Regions from separate parts of the Mus musculus genome. Here regions 2 and 3 are each linked to region 1. A link is a contact called in public ChIA-PET and Hi-C data. All regions are on one chromosome and are shown on one strand. Each heading gives the region's core, a stretch centred on a gene start, on an enhancer-like site or on the middle of the called end of the contact. The rest is flanking DNA. Distances are from core to core; before and after follow the strand shown. Region 1 overlaps Rgs10 (regulator of G-protein signalling 10). Region 2 overlaps Mcmbp (minichromosome maintenance complex binding protein). Region 3 overlaps Inpp5f (inositol polyphosphate-5-phosphatase F).

Region 1 (5,078 bases), core at 1,871-4,370:
GTGGCTCTTCCAGAATCTTTTCAGTGAGCCGAGACTGCCCCTCCACGTTGACTTGTGAAGAGGCCTTATTGGACAGGAAGGTCATGTAGATCTCCTTGGCCTTTTCCTGCATCTGGAGGAGGCAGAGAAGCTGGACTGTTATCCACCAGCACAGCCTTTCCTGGCCTAAAGCCAGCTCCACCCTCCAACCGGCCCTGGAAGAGCTGCAGCTGGGAGCTATTGCAGCCTCCGGAGCCAAGCTCCCTGAGAAGGCCCACAAACGCCTGGCCTGCCCCCACACCTAATAGAGCTTCTGAGGCCAAGTCTTCTGAAACAAAATTGCTACCCTGACCGTTCAGAAACAATGAAAGTGGCAATCCAGCATGACCCGGGGTCACCATGCGACCCCTCCCAGTTCAGAGCTCATGGGGATGTTACCCTGTCCTGCAGCGGACTGAAACTCACTGGTCAATGCTAAAACTTAAATGAGCCTCGGGACTGTTAAGCTACATGAGGCTGCATACGGTATCATGCTGTTCACAGGAATGTGCAGGTGCCCTGGAACAGAAAGATTAGTGGTTGCTCGAGACTGGGGGGGGGGGGGGGGGCGGGGGAGAACTGGGGATAGGGAGGAAGAGGGCAAACACAGGGGCAGCTGAGCTGGGCAAGCACAGGGGCAGCTGAGCAGCCTGGGACTTCACACAGCTTGGGATGTGCACACAGCCTTCTTCCAACAATGCACTGGCAATCTAGGACTTTCACCTGCAGGTGCTGTGTGCACATGCATCCTCTCCTAACACTGCACCTAGAGACCTAGGATCCCCGCCAGTGTCCAGCTACACAGACTGCCAACAGTGGACTAAATGTCTCCTTCCCTTAACAGCCACCAAGCTTGCTCTTGTTTCTGTCCACTCATACTCCAGTCAGAACGAGGTACACTGGTAGGGGGCCAACCTGACCTGAACTAGTTTTGGGTGGTTGGGCAATAAGACAAACTGTGTCCTCTAAGTGAATTTTTAGAGAGCATCTCTCTATTTACCATCTTACACCTGTGTACCACTGAGTGTGCAGGTGATTCAAAGCAGATGCATTGTGAGAAGGGACATATGCACAGTAAAATTTCTATCTTAGACGTGTCAGTTAAAATAGAGAGTCACCCATGGCATGGCCCTTAGTAAACACCCCCTCCTTCCTCAGAACCCCATCAAAGTAGTCTCAGGCAGTAAGCTGGGGCCCCTGCGTGTACCCATACTCGTGTGGCCCGCTGTCAGTCATTGTATGTTTTTAAGATAGGGTCTCACTCTGTAGCTCTGGCTGTCCTGGAACTCGCTATGGAGACCAGGCTGGCCTCACACTCACAGAGATCCACCTTCCTCTGCTTCCTGAGTGCTGGGATTAAATTCTTGTGCCACCATGCCTGGCCTCTGTTGTTCCTCTTGACAGTGTCTTTCTTTTGAGCTATACTAGGGTGGCTAGGTTTTTGAATACTTTCCCTGCTTCTCCTTTTTTTTTTAAAGATTGATTGATTGATTGATTGATTGATTGATTGATGTACACTGTCACTGTCTTCAGACACACCAGAAGAGGGCATCGGATCCCCACTACAGACGGTTGTGAGCCACCATGTTGAGAATTGAACCCAGGACCTCTGGAAGAGCAGTCAGTGCTCCTAACCACTGAGCCATCTCTCCAGCACCGTTACCTTGCTACTTTCCAGTCTTTGTGCACCTTTATTTCAATTCCTTGACTAGGAATTCCTGGAAATGCCTGGGGCAGAGGCATGGATGGGGGTTCTCTTTGGAGTGTTGAGAAGATTTGGGATCCGGTAAGTGGTCGTGCCTGCACAGCATTGTGAATACATTCGGTGCCATGGAGACACTCCAAAGGTTTTTAATTATGTGTGTTTCACCAGGTCAAATAAAGTCTCATGAAACTACCCATATGTACATGCATTGCCACCAGCGCCTGCTGTGCCATGGACATGCTAAGCCTGCTTCCCTTCCCTTAACCTCTTGGTCTTTCTCCCCTGTTAATGCTGGTTTCCTGATGAGGACCAGGGCCAGAACAGGTGACACCAAGACTGTCTGACTCCAAACTTCAGCCCTACTCTGGTCCCACAAGGCACCCTGAGCTCTCTAGGATAGATGGCTTATCTGTCTTCCAGTGGAAGAAGTTTTCACACAGTAAGTGTAAGTGATGCAGAGAAAAACACTCACTGTATGCCAAAAGTCCCCAGCGCAGCCCCACTGGGAATCTTGGAGACAAGGGCTGACAAGATGTTCACTCACCTGCAGTCTCATTACACTGAGAGCTGTGGCAGGGCCGTGACATGGCCTGATGGTAGGAGCAATTAAGAACCGTGACAGGGCTATGACCTTCCCTGATGGCAGAAGCCAGCTTTATTTAAAGTCTTCAGAGTTGTGGTGGGCAGGGCTGCAGTCTCAGCACTCTCCACCAGAACTTCCCTCCCTCTTCTTGAAGAGAATGGGGCCATCTGTGGCAGCAGAGATAGCTCCTGTGTGAACCTCAAGCCTCAGACCCCCCTCCAACCCCACAGAGCAAGGCAATGAAGAGATGCCTTTCACACAGCTGAAGTGTGTGGAGGAGGTGGGGGAGGTCAGGAGACCCTAAGATAACACTTTTTTTCTCCCAGAGAGGCTCTCAGCCTAAGAGGACACTTGCAGAACTTCACTGGGAGAACACCCGGCTCTGAAAACTTCTGCTCTTAGGGAAATCCCTGGACGTTTTCAATTAGCCGTGCTTAAAGAGAAGAAAAGCGCTCGTTTCAAGCCAGAGACCAGAAAGCTAAAGACCCTATGAGGCTGAGGCCTGACTCTGTCTCTGCTGATATAGGAACAGTGCCCAAAGCGGGGACAGCGCTCAAAGCCTTGTGTCTGTTCTTCCTGCCTGCAGGAGCAATTCGTTTATGTCAAACTCAAAGACATGGGAGCCTCTTGAGATAAATACGACTATTCCTGGGGAAGGTCTGGGGACCATCATGAGGCCTGCCCCGGAAGAGCAGTTTGGAACTTCATGTCTCTCAAAGACCCACCAGTTCCACAGAGCCATGAGTGTCTTCCACCATCCCCATTCTGTCAGAAGGGAACATTTTTGGAAACCCACTTCCTGTTTTAAAGTTACTTCATGAAAGTAGAATTTCAGTTGGCCAGATGAGCGAACTGCGTGCAACAGTCTGCAGGTCTCCCCTCCTAAGACATCCACACAGCTGTTCTGCCATGCACGCATGCACACACATGGCTCCCATGAACTCAGGCTCTCTTGGGGGAGTTCTGAAAATGAGACACAGAAGTGAGCAGCTTGAGGCTCCATATGTGGGGGCAGGTGGCCCAAGGGAGAGGAAGCAGGTGTGGGGGGAGGGGGCACTATCAACCAGCCCTCTCGAATCAGCTGTCCTTCCCCAGCCACTGAGGACAGGGTGCGCCCCTGGGCTGACCCAGTGGGTACAGGAGAATGAGTGAGCAGGCTTATCTGCGCTAGGATAGGAAGTGTGACCGAAAAGGGAAACCCTGAGACAGCTGACCACAGGCCAGTCACGGGAAGGCCTGGTGTCCAGGCCGAGACTTGAACAGAAAAGAAGAACTGCTCGCTTGAGCTATTCTGGTAGAATTTTCCAGAGTTTTGTTAACCCTGTTCTAGCCGCCGCCGCCGCTGTAAGAATAAGAACAGACTAGCTCCCTTGGTGGAGTCAGTTCTGAGTGTGTGAAAGTGCTGGCATATGCACCTAGCCACTGCCTCCACCACAGCCCTCCCTTCCCTGAGACAGACAGATAGATGTATCCGGTCTCGGCTCCTTCCAGGCACAGGTCAGGGCCCTTCCTGCAGGTGCTATGAAGCCTGGTTTGCACCCACACTGGGTAGGAAGTCAGCCTGAAACCCTGCTCCCAACCAGCGCAGGTTTAAGAGAAGTGAATTCACTTTGCTCAGAGCCCCAGACACCGGTCTGCTCAGAACAGCAAAGTCATCAGTTGTCCAGTGCTCAGGAAGGTGCAGTGTGGTCTCTCTCTCTCTCTCTCTCTCTCTCTCTCTCTCAGACACACACACACACACACACACTTAGGGCCCACGCTGATGCTCAGCCACCATAAAAGCTTTCACTTCACTTCCTCGTGGCAATCAGCCTCCTCACTCCCAATTTCTACAGACACAGCTCAAGAGTAGACGGGAGCTCCTCCCACCCGCTCTGCTCTCCACCTCTCAGCTGAATCCCACAGGCTAGGCCATGTTGCCTGGGGGCTCCTGGCGGCTTCTGGTTACTAAGCCCCTCCAGGGGTCTCTGGCTCCAGTCCTGGGTAACACCTGCCTTCTTCCTTCACCCTGCTCCCTCACCAGGAGAGCCTCAGATTCTGCCGTTCGCCTTCAGCACGGCCTGTGTCCTAGACATTCCCTAAATTTGAGTCCTGCCCCGGATGCTGTAACTACTCTCATATAACTACCACGCAGCCTAACAGTCTCCTAAGCTACTGGCTCATGAGTCAACTGACCATTGGCAACACAGGTAGGGAGTCCCAGAGACATCAAAAGAAGGGAAGGTCACCTGTCCAGGGCTCCTCTAGTCTTTCCTCTAGGAAGGTGGAGCTTCAAGTCCCTGCAGCATCTCTGCATATGGCCCACACCCTATTTGCGGCATGCCTGACTCTGGAACACATCTCCCATCAGCACCTCTATCCTCTCTATCATCCTCTCTATCCTCTCTATCCTCTCTATCATCCTCTCTATCCTCTCTATCATCCTCTCTATCCTCTCCATCATCCTCTCTATCCTCCCTATCATCCTCTCTATCCTCTCTATCCCACTCCTCCACCAGAGGTGGACCCAAGAGAAAACACAGAAAAATAGGACATGACTGTATATGAACTGCATGCATATTTGTTTCATAAAGAGGATGGAGCAGGGACATCAAATAAATAGAAGGGCGTGGGTAAGAGAGCGCAGCAGATAAAAGCACTTGTTACCAAGCCTGGTGACCTGCGTTTGACCCCACCTACCCCCAGGACCCACGTGGTAGATGGTGAGAGCTGACTTCCACAAGCTATCCTCTGACCTCCACACTGCACTGAAATAAATGTAACTTTAAAAGT
Region 2 (5,078 bases), core at 714-3,213, 340 kb after region 1:
GAACCAATGACAAACCAAGTCTGAATGATAGGAAAGTAGTTGAATTTTTTGGTTATTGGAGCAGGGGCATGTGTTTTTGCGCACGCGTGCGCACGCGGTCTGCATGCGTGCTCGTGCACAATGGACAAAGAACAACCTAGGATGTTGTTAGGAATTGCCCACTGATTTTTTGGAAAGGATCCTCCCTGACATGGCACTTGCTAAGTAGGCAGGCTGGCTAGCCAACCAACTACAGGGATTTGCCTATTTCTACCTCCCTAGTGCTGGGAGTAAGGCCCTGCACTTCCTGCTGAGCTTTTATATGTAAATTCTGGGGACTGAACTCAGGTCAACGTGCTTGCAAGCCAATGTAGTTTCCCAACTGAACTGTTTCCCAGTGTGACCACCAGACTCTTTAAAGCTCAGAAAAGACAAGGAATTAGATTTGTTCTTAGAACCTCCAGATGGCGATGCAAATCCTGCTGGCAACTTGATTTTTACAAAGCCAGTGATACATGTCAGACTTCTGGCCTCTAGAGCTGTAAAGTAATGAATCTATATTGTTTCAAGGCACTGTGTGGTATAAGTTAGTGCTGGACTATATGCACCCAAGCCTTCTGTTCTATCTATACAGCTAGTCCACAGCGGCATTACCTCCTTACTCCTGGTATGGTAATTTGTCTTCTTTTTTCTTTGCTAGTCTAGCTTAGAGGTTTATCAGTTTTGCTAATAAGAAGGAAATAAAAGATTAGGGATTTAGTTCAGTAGTTCAATCCCCAATTACACCCCCTCCACATACACACAAATCTCTAATCACACTCAAAGAAAAAGCAAAGCGGGGGGTGGGGTGGGGGGGGGTGGGGGGGTGGGGGGGGTGGGGCTGCACGCGTAGCTCAGTTGGTGGTATCTATCTGCATAAACCAGGTGCAGTGGCTCATGCCTACACCCAGGAGATGGAGGCAGGAGGATTGGAATGTTTGCGCTCATGGCCACTGAGCAGAGATGCATGCTCCCAAAGGATCACTGAGTTCAGTCCCTTGAGGAGGAAAAGAGCCCAGCCCCAAAAGCTGCTCTGACCACCACATGCACACTGCCTGCAAAGCGTAGCAACTTCCTGCAGTGTAATAAATAGAAAGTTGTTAGAAAGTTTAAGACACCTTCACATACTAGTGAGCTTTAAGGCAGTCTGTAGTACATAAGATTGTCTCAAGTATTTCACTGATTTGCTATTTTCTTTATTTTTAGATTTTATTTTTATTTATTTATTTATTTTTTTGTTTTGTTTTTTTTGAGACAGGGTTTCTCTGTGTAGCCCGGGCTGCCCTGGCACTCACTCTGTAGACCAGGCTGGCCTCGAACTCAGAAATCTGCCTGCCTCTGCCTGCCTCTGCCTCCCAAGTGCTGGGATTAAAGGCATGAGCCACCACGCCCGGCTTTTGATTTGCTATTTTCTTGTTTTCAATTCTTAATTTCTGTTCTTCCTTCATTATTTGCTTTCCTTTTCTCCATGTGCCTTGGGTTTCAGTTCGCATTTCTGATTTCATAAATGGACACAATGCTCGAAGCCTTCTTTCCATACATACACAGCACAGTCTCTGGTTGTACTTAGAGGATGTTCTTGTTTTTTTATTTTTTCAAGACAGGGTTTCTCTGTGTAGCCCTGGCTGTCCTGGAACTCACTCTGTAGACCAGGCTGGCCTCGAACTCAGAAATCCGCCTGCCTCTGCCTCTCAAGTGCTAGGATTAAAGGTGTGCACCACCACTGCCTGGCTAGAGGATGTTCTTCCATTTCCATTTTTTGTGTAGCTGGGAACAATTTTAAGTTTTATATGGACTTCTTTTTGATCTACTGTGTTTATAAGTGTTCTACAAGTCTGAATTTTTGTCATCTTTCGGATTTCCGGTCCTCTCTTATTACAGACAGAACACACACAATGACTTCCCTTCTCTGAAGTCTGCTGATACTCGCTCATAACTCAGAATGATTTATCTTGGCCCAGGTTCCTCATGTGCTTGGACAGTGCGTGTTCTGGGGCGGGGAGGTGAACATACTAAATGAGCCTGCGTAGCTGGCACTCAGAGCTTTAAGAGCTCTACTAATTCTCCAACTAATGGAAGCAGCAAGCCCTGCAGCTATGGCTGCACACGTGGCCCACTCCAGCTCGCCGTTTGTGCGGGCAGTCTGAAGCTCTGCAGCTGGTGCATGCATGTCATGCCTTCTTATGAAAAGACCTACTGCAAAGCCATGTGTATCTTCCTTTCTTCTCGGAACAGCTTTCAAAACTATTTTAAAACTTGGGGCTGTCCAGGTAATAGTGATGCACACCTTTAATCCCAGGACTCGGGAGGCAGAGGCAGGTGGATCTACAGGTTGGAGGGTAGCCTGGTCTACAGAGTAAATTCCAGCCAAGAAACCCTATCTCAAAAAACAAGCAAGCAAACAACACACACAATATTACATCATTCTCTCCATCCATCACCCACGTCCTGTTATCCCTCTCAGTAAACTCTCTTTCAAATTTATGACTTTTTATTCTTTAACTATCATTGTTTGTATGTGTATGTGTGTATGTATGTGTGTGTCAATAGGTACATAAGTACAACCTATTGAGTCCATTTACTGTTGCTTATAGGTATTATTTTTAAGGCTGAGCATCTGGGATTGGTGTAGAGAACATCTCTTGTGTACTGAATGGATTCAACACCTGTCAGTTAAAGCTGATTGACCTGTAACTGAGGCAGGAAATAGAAGATGGACAGAGAGGATTCTGGGAGAGAGCCAGGGGCAGGAGGATTGGCCCAGGAACATGAAGGAGGTCAGAAGCACGGGAGCTGAGCAGAGGTAACCAGCCATGTGGCAGAATTTAAGATCAGAATAAATGAGATACTAAGTTATGATTGAATTGGGGAATAGCCAAAGCTTATAAAAATAAATATATTTGAGTCTCAGAGTCATTATTCTTGAAGCCTAGGGCCAGGACGAAAAAGCTGACTTTTACAGATTGGGGAAGAGGAAATTCTTCCTTTCTTAGCAGTGAAACAGACCCTTCTTAAAGAGTATGACAGATTCCCAAAATGTCTGTTTTAGTATTTAGGAAAACTCAATGAAAATCCGATTTATCATTATGCTCACTGCCCATAAGCAATGTGTAGGAAGAGAAAAACAGAAAGTCCTGAAACCACAAGTCCCTTACTACAAACCTCTTTCCCCAAATAAACCAACACTTTAGGAATTTGAGGATAGTTCCAAATTTTCCCTGATGGATTACAGACTAATCTGTGTAAATTAGTGTTTGTGGAATACTAAAGTGGGGTTTAGAGAAAAAATAACTTTGAACGTGTCTATCAAATACCAAGAAAAAACAGACACAGAATAATCTACTAATCAACATATGCAGATAGAAAAGCAAAAAACTAAGGGCAAACATCAAGGAATGGAAAACGAAAACACCAACACAAATGACTAATATTAAAATAGACAAATCCCTGGGTGGGGTAGTTTACATTCATAATCCTAGTACCTAGGAGATAGAGGCAGGAGAAAATAGGAGTTCAAAGCCAGCCTGGGCTACATAAGACTAGAAAGGGCTGGGGGTAAGGGGAGATGAGATGGGGAGGGGGAGGGAGAGGGGGAGGGAAAGAGAATAAAAATAAGACACAATTTCTAGGAAGCCATTCAAGAGGGAAAAAAACTGCAAGCAAAATCATAGGTGTTGGGGACATGGCTCTGGTGGAGGGCTACTTGCTTAGCATTCATGAAGTCCTGGGTTTGATTCCCAGTGCTTCATAAAACAAGGACTGGTGGTACACACCTGTAATCATAGCACTAGGCACAGGGAGGACAATCAAATTCAAGGCCACCCTTGGCTGTTATAAGTTCAAGGCCAGTTTGTACTACATGATACTCAAGTCTCAAAAAACAAAAACAAGCCAGGCGTGGTGGCTTTAATCCCAGCACTTGAGAGGCAGAGGCAGGCGGATTTCTGAGTTTGAGGCCAGCCTGGTCTACAAGTGAGTTCCAGGACAGCCAGGGATACACAGAGAAATCCTGTCTCGGAAAAAAAAACAAAACAAACAAACAAAAAACCTCAAGCATAGTATTGCCAAAAGAACAGATTGATGGAACAAAATAAATAGCCTATAAGCTTATCAACATTGATGTAGCCACCTGAACTTTCAAAGGAACAAAAGCAATATAGCAATGTTCAATAAACAATGGAGAAAGAACTGTAAGAAACAATATCAGAACAAATGAGTAACACTGCAAAAATTACCTCAAATCACAAAATTAACTTAAAATAGATCACAGAACTAAACAAACAAAAGCAACATTATAAAACTAACAGAGTATCACACAGAAGTAAACCTAGATGTTTGGCTAAAACTGTTTAAATAAAATACCAGAGACACATTCCACAAAAGAAAATAATAAGCTAGACTTAACTACTTTTCTGTTACATGAAGGAAACTGTGAAAAAAAGGAAACACAGACAGACAAAACACACACACACACACACCATTACAGAGGGATGAAAATACAGACAGAATACTAACCACACTATATGTAGATGAGAAAGTGTTCAAACTGATCTTTAAAGAAAACAAATTCTGGCCATTTGGTGATGGCTTACACCTTCAATTGTTATCACTAGGAGATGGAGGCAGGAACTCTGAGTTCCAGAGCAGCCAGTGCTACACAGACACCCTGTGTAACCCCCCAACCCCAGGAAAACCAACAAGGAAAACCAAACCAAACCTAAGAAGCCAAAAAGGCAACCCTGGGATGCAAATCAGCACAGAGTGCTCTCTCTGCCTTGGCAGTAGGCGTTGTTAACACAGCAATTTCCATTCACTGCTGCTGGGGAGCAGAACCCAGTCTGTCAGTCTGCCACTAAGCTAAATATATTCCTATCACACTGCCCTAGCAGTGCATACTATGGACTCTGGATAACATGTTAACGCCTATTTGCTTAAAAAATATGTACATTTGGGGCAGGGCCTTGTGAACAGAGGTCACAGGACAACTTTTTAAATAATCATCATGTTATTTTATATGGAAATGTGGTACCTGAATATATATATACACATACATACCATGT
Region 3 (5,078 bases), core at 766-3,265, 280 kb after region 1:
TCATATTCAAAATTTAGATAGTTTTATAATAGATAAAAGCAGGTATTTGCTTTTAAAAATGGAAACTCATATATTGCTAGCAATAACACAAGTTGGTAAGGCACTTTGAATGTAATTATCAATTAAAATAAAACATGATAATACTTAACTATACTTTTCTTTTTGATACCCACTACACACACACACACACACACACACACACACACACACGCGTGTGTGTGTGTGTATAATTCTGAGAAAGACTCTTGATCTGAATGTAAAAGGTTAAACATTAAAGATTTCAGAAGACAGCATAGTGTTTCAAACTGAGTCATGAGCAGGATTTATAAAAGCAGTTTCCTTATCTTTCTTTGTTTCAAATGTATGATTGTCTATCACATTTTATTAGTCACTTGATAAAGAATAATGCCCAACCAGGAAATAGTTATTTTTGGGCTGGAGGGATGTCTCAGCGATTAAGAGTATGTACGGCTCTGCAGAGGATCTGGGTTTGGTCCCAGCACCCACTCACACAAAGAGAAGAGAAGAGAAGAGAAGAGAAGAGAAGAGAAGAGAAGAGAAGAGAAGAGAAGAGAAGAGAAGAGAAGAGAAGAGAAGAGGTGACATGACATGTGTCTTCAGTCCCAGCACTCTGAGCCAGGGGCAGGAGGATCTCTGTGAGTTCGAGGCCCTGAATGTGTAATCTCAGGGCTCTTAAGGAGAGCTTGGACGTGGAGAAAGGAGAATCCTAGAGCTCTGTAGGCCAGCTTGCTGTAACCAATACAGACACTGCCCCAAACAGGATGGAAGACAAAGGCCTACATCTAAGGTTGACCTCTGACCTCTGCACATGTGCTATGCTGTGTATTCACCACACAAAGATACATACATGTACAAAACAACAACGCTAACCATAATGGAAAGGGACTAACTTGATTTTTACTTTACGATTTTTTACTATTTGTTATTTCTGGTTATGCACAATTGAAACGCATGCATAAAATAAATACTTTTTAAAAAGGCATTATGAAGAGAATGAAAGGTAATTCAGAGATTAGGGGAGGCTGGAGAGTTAAGAGCTCTTGTAGAGGACCCAGGTTCCAACCCTAGAATACATATGGTGGCTCACAACCATGAGTAAGTCCACTTCCGGGGAATCTGACACCTCCTTTTGAGCTCTGAGGGCAGCAGGCACACACATGGTACACACAGGTACATGTAGGCAAAACACACATAAAATAAATCTTTAATAGTTAAGATTTGGTCTGTTATCTCGCAGCACATTTAAATGTCTTCTAAACCCATTAAAAAGGATGTACAATACAAAAAAAACTGGACAGAATAATGTAACAGGATTTTATGTACAAGGATATTTTATAAAGTCAAATCCATCAGAGAAGGTGCGTCATCTCATTAATCATCAGGGAAATGCAAATTAAAGCCATGACTCACACACTGGGGAGCTGAGGGGAACCGCTGAGAAGCGTCAAGTCTGGGAAAGGATGCAGAGCAATTAGCACTTAAATCGGCAAACAGGACTCCAAGTGTGCTCAGTCACGGGTGCTTATGCAAGAGCCTCACTGCAGCATCAGAGCCAGCGGCTGCTGAGGGCGGCATGAAGGACTGGATGTGGTCAGGAATGATTTGGTCTTATTCTGCATTGAGTTCCTTAATAATGTGTTGATTCGTGTTGATTCATGCATTATTGATATTCCTAATTGTAAGTAGCATTAGAAAGAATAAGCCATATTTAAATGCAACACAAATTGTTAAAAGGAGCAATACTGAGGTGTGCACGCCAGGAAATAACCTCTTCCCACACTTGTCCCTGCTCCCCGTTGACGCACGTCAATATCTAGAGGCGGGCGCTGAGCAGACACCTCCTGGCCTCCAGCAGGAGCCTGGCAGTGTTCATTTATCTGTGTTATCTGTGTCCTTCTCCTGGGTAATTGCTTTCTGCGATGAGGGGCCCACGGTCAGGGTGACTCATCCGTGTGGCTGCATTGCGCTAGCTCATAATTGGTTTAGGCTGGAGCTGTTTGACAGAAGGTCTGATGTGGGAAAAGCTTCCTGCTCTAATAAAAGATATACCGGAACCCACAGTGCCCCTGAGGCTGCTTTGTCAGGATTTGATGTTAGGGACTTTTGCATCTGTCTCAAGATGGTGAATGAAGCAGTCGGGCGTTTATCCAGTGTGCTGCTGGGGAAGCAATGAGGGAATGGCAGAGGGAAAGGCAGAAAGAACCCGAGTCCTCAGTGGTTTACTGAAGTCACTGCACTCAGCCTTGCGGCTTCCAGGCTTGCCTTGAGATTTGAGTTAGCAATCTATTGTTTGTAGCAAGGTCACCTGACACCCGCACATTCACCATGGGCTGAAGTCACAAAGAGCTGGCAGTGCACATACTGTTCTGCAGTGAAGTCTCTGGCTGTTAGTCTTTTCCCCAGAATTCTTAGGTTAGGCAGTGGTGGCACATGCCTTTAATCCCAACACCTCCGGAGGCAAAGGCTGGCAGAAAAAAGGAAAAGTTCTAAATTGGGAATGATGGTGTGTATCTATAATCCCAGCACTCAGGAGGAGACTATAGAGGTTGTAAAGGGGATTAGTCCAGCCTAGGCTATCCAGTAAATTCAAGGCCTGGGCTATATAAGAACTCAGTTTGAAAAAACAAATTGGTTATAATGGTGCACACCTTTAGTCCAGCACAAAGTGAGTTTGAGGCTGACCTGGCTTACATACCAAGTTCCAGGACAGCCAGGGCTACATAGTGTGACCCTGCCTCAAAAACAAAATAATCCAAAGTGAAGAGCTGGCAAGATGGCCCATCAGGTCAAGCACTTGATGGGCAAGCCTTATCACCCATGTGTACATTTTCATCCCTGGCACCCACGTAAGGGGGCGGGGCGTGAGAGCAGACGCCATAAAGTTCTCTAACTCTGCCCCCTGCACATGCTTATACATGTGCCCCCCACCGAGAGTAAAGACAATTTTAAAAGTCTAAGAATTAGGGAACTTGTTTTTGCAGAATGAATTTGTGAAGGCAAACTTGTTGAATTAAACAGCATATACACTTAAAGTTGATATTTAGCATTCAGAGATACTGCACCAGAAGCACTGAAAATCCTCAGACTTGCCCTGCCCACCCAACACAAGCAGCAGGAAATTAGAAACCGTTTTTAAGGGATCACACAGCTTCTATTCTCAGTAGCAATGGGACCCCGCTGTTGTTTTTCATGTTCACCAATGCTGACTCTGTTCAGTTATTTAAATTTACCCGTCAGTAGGTTAAAACCTCTTTTATATCCTGACATTTGCAATTTACTGTTAGTAGGGACTGTAGCATCTTGCTCACTGGGGTCTTTTGTACCCAGTTTTTTCTTACTCTGTTTATGGTACTCTATAAAGTGTTGATTTTCTGTGGCAAGTACATTCTCATGAGAGTTCCTTGTTTTGTTTTTTTAAACCTTTGCTGATAATGTCACTTGTACACAGATTTAAATTTTTCCTGTTGTCACATCGGAAACATCATCTTTGTCTTCTGGTTTTTATTTTATGCTTGGGAGGTCATGCTTCCACCTACAGCTGTGCAAAAACTACTACTTTTTTTGTGGCTTTTTTTTTTTTTTTAAATAACATTTAGGTCATTGATGTATCTAGAGTTTATTTTGTGTTTCATTAAAGAGATATAGGGAACTCTTTTATAAGTCTCTTTTCCTTGTAGACAGACAGTTGTCGTCCCAGGGCCCCTGATGGTCATCTGTGCTTGCTCACAGCAGTGTGCTTAGCTACCTACCCTTCCTGCCTCAGTGGACTCAGGTCTTTGGCCCTCAGCCTTGTTCTCCTCTGTCAGTTGCCTATCTTTAGTTTCACAGTCTTGCTTGCTACATAGACTATATAGAATTGTTCCAGATGGGGCAAATTTCTCTGTGTTTATTGCTTTTCATTTTTTTCCAAATATTTACTTTTTGAGAATATTTACTTTTTTAGAATTAAGTTATCTTTTCCATGAAAAGATCCTGGTTGAATTTTGATTGGGATGGTTGAGTATATAGATTAATTGGAAAGCCTTGATATCTTTACAATATTGGACCTTGAGATTCAGCAACATGGTACATATTTATGTCTATTCAGATTTCCTTTTACATATTTCAGTAGTTTTATGCTATCTCATTTGTAGGGTTTTTTTTTTTAAACTTATTCTGCCTATTCAAAATACCTACTATTTAGGTTGGACTCAGCAGTCAAGACCATGAAGGTCCAGAAGGATCCAGGTTCAATTCCCAGCACCCACATACAACTGTCTGTAACTCAAGTTCCAGGGGCCTCTGATGCCTCTGACCCCCAGGGCTGGACACAGACACAGACACACACACAGACACACACACACACACACACACACACACAAACTTAAAAATCTTAAAAAAAACCTTTGCTGTTAAAAAAGAAGCATGTTTTATTTTGTGTTTTGGTTGGCTATTGCAAATTTACAGGACTATTACCATTGATGTTAACAGCTCTCATACAGCTAAACTTATATGACAGATATTTTAATTTTATGGTAAAATTGGTGCTTGAGTAGACTAGTTTCTAACTAAGCACAGCTATATTTGTAAAATGTAATTCCAAATGAATTGTTCCACTGGCCTTCCAGTTCTGAGGTCTGGTTAATATTGCTACTTTCTTGCTCATCATTACCACAGGTTATTGTTAACTTGGTAGACCAGGCTGGAAGGGAGAAGATTATTGGTGATGCTTACCTGAAGCAGGTGCTGCTCTTCAACAACCCCAAGCTCACCTATGTCTCCTTCGATTTCCATGAGCACTGGTAAGGGCGTCCCCAGAGGGAAGCGGCTTAACCTTCTCTGCTCTTTCCCTTCCTCTCTGCTCAGAAGGGAAGGATGTGAGGTTTACCTGCTGTTCATGTCTGTGGCCTTTGCTTTAAGCTGTTTGCCTTTAAGTTGTTGCTGAAGTTTTTACAGTCTTTCTGTTCCAAAATGTACTGGGACACATAATCACAGCGGCTGAAAGCCACAGGTATCCTTCTGGCTGTCTTCATACTGTTAGCAACACCTCTGTCCCCAGGATAACTCCTAGCCTGCTC

The links. A called contact is a pair of places that touch in the nucleus more often than the background predicts. ChIA-PET counts read pairs in DNA pulled down with a chosen protein or histone mark.
Region 2: a contact with region 1 is called in a Hi-C map of bone marrow-derived macrophages, with 13 read pairs. The contact joins two enhancer-like sites. A contact is called at or near these places in 2 of 39 promoter capture datasets (cranial neural crest and embryonic stem cells), 1 of 15 datasets of contacts at CTCF or cohesin (embryonic stem cells), 1 of 484 Hi-C or Micro-C datasets (bone marrow-derived macrophages), 6 of 115 datasets of contacts at active chromatin or transcription factors (the 230-238 cell line, double positive thymocytes, effector CD8 T cells and 3 more) and 3 of 9 other capture datasets (adipose tissue, liver and pancreatic islet).
Region 3: a contact with region 1 is called in an RNA polymerase II ChIA-PET map of memory CD8 T cells, with 76 read pairs. The contact joins two enhancer-like sites. A contact is called at or near these places in 4 of 484 Hi-C or Micro-C datasets (bone marrow-derived macrophages and embryonic stem cells), 17 of 115 datasets of contacts at active chromatin or transcription factors (the HPC-7 cell line, T-cell acute lymphoblastic leukemia, bone marrow-derived macrophages and 13 more) and 3 of 9 other capture datasets (adipose tissue, embryonic stem cells and liver).

What each region holds. Positions count from the first base shown.
Region 1 is chr7:128,388,996-128,394,073 of GRCm38.p6, forward strand. It overlaps Rgs10 (regulator of G-protein signalling 10), which reads right to left. Exons shown (of 5, transcript NM_026418.2): 4 at 1-112. Among named protein-coding and RNA genes, the nearest start is that of Gm39092, 25 kb to the left of the region's middle. Within about 2 kb of position 3,121, at least 166 of the 459 cell types and tissues checked have an H3K27ac peak or open chromatin away from gene starts, as enhancers often do. A contact at or near this core is called in the HPC-7 cell line, adipose tissue, bone marrow-derived macrophages and 2 more, where this site is marked.
Region 2 is chr7:128,726,923-128,732,000 of GRCm38.p6, forward strand. The region is part of intron 1 of Mcmbp (minichromosome maintenance complex binding protein); the gene reads right to left. Among named protein-coding and RNA genes, the nearest start is that of Mcmbp, 11 kb to the right of the region's middle. Within about 2 kb of position 1,964, at least 55 of the 459 cell types and tissues checked have an H3K27ac peak or open chromatin away from gene starts, as enhancers often do. A contact at or near this core is called in adipose tissue and bone marrow-derived macrophages, where this site is marked.
Region 3 is chr7:128,670,621-128,675,698 of GRCm38.p6, forward strand. It overlaps Inpp5f (inositol polyphosphate-5-phosphatase F), which reads left to right. Exons shown (of 20, transcript NM_178641.5): 10 at 4,678-4,802. Among named protein-coding and RNA genes, the nearest start is that of Inpp5f, 62 kb to the left of the region's middle. Within about 2 kb of position 2,016, at least 186 of the 459 cell types and tissues checked have an H3K27ac peak or open chromatin away from gene starts, as enhancers often do. A contact at or near this core is called in the HPC-7 cell line, bone marrow-derived macrophages, fetal liver and 1 more, where this site is marked.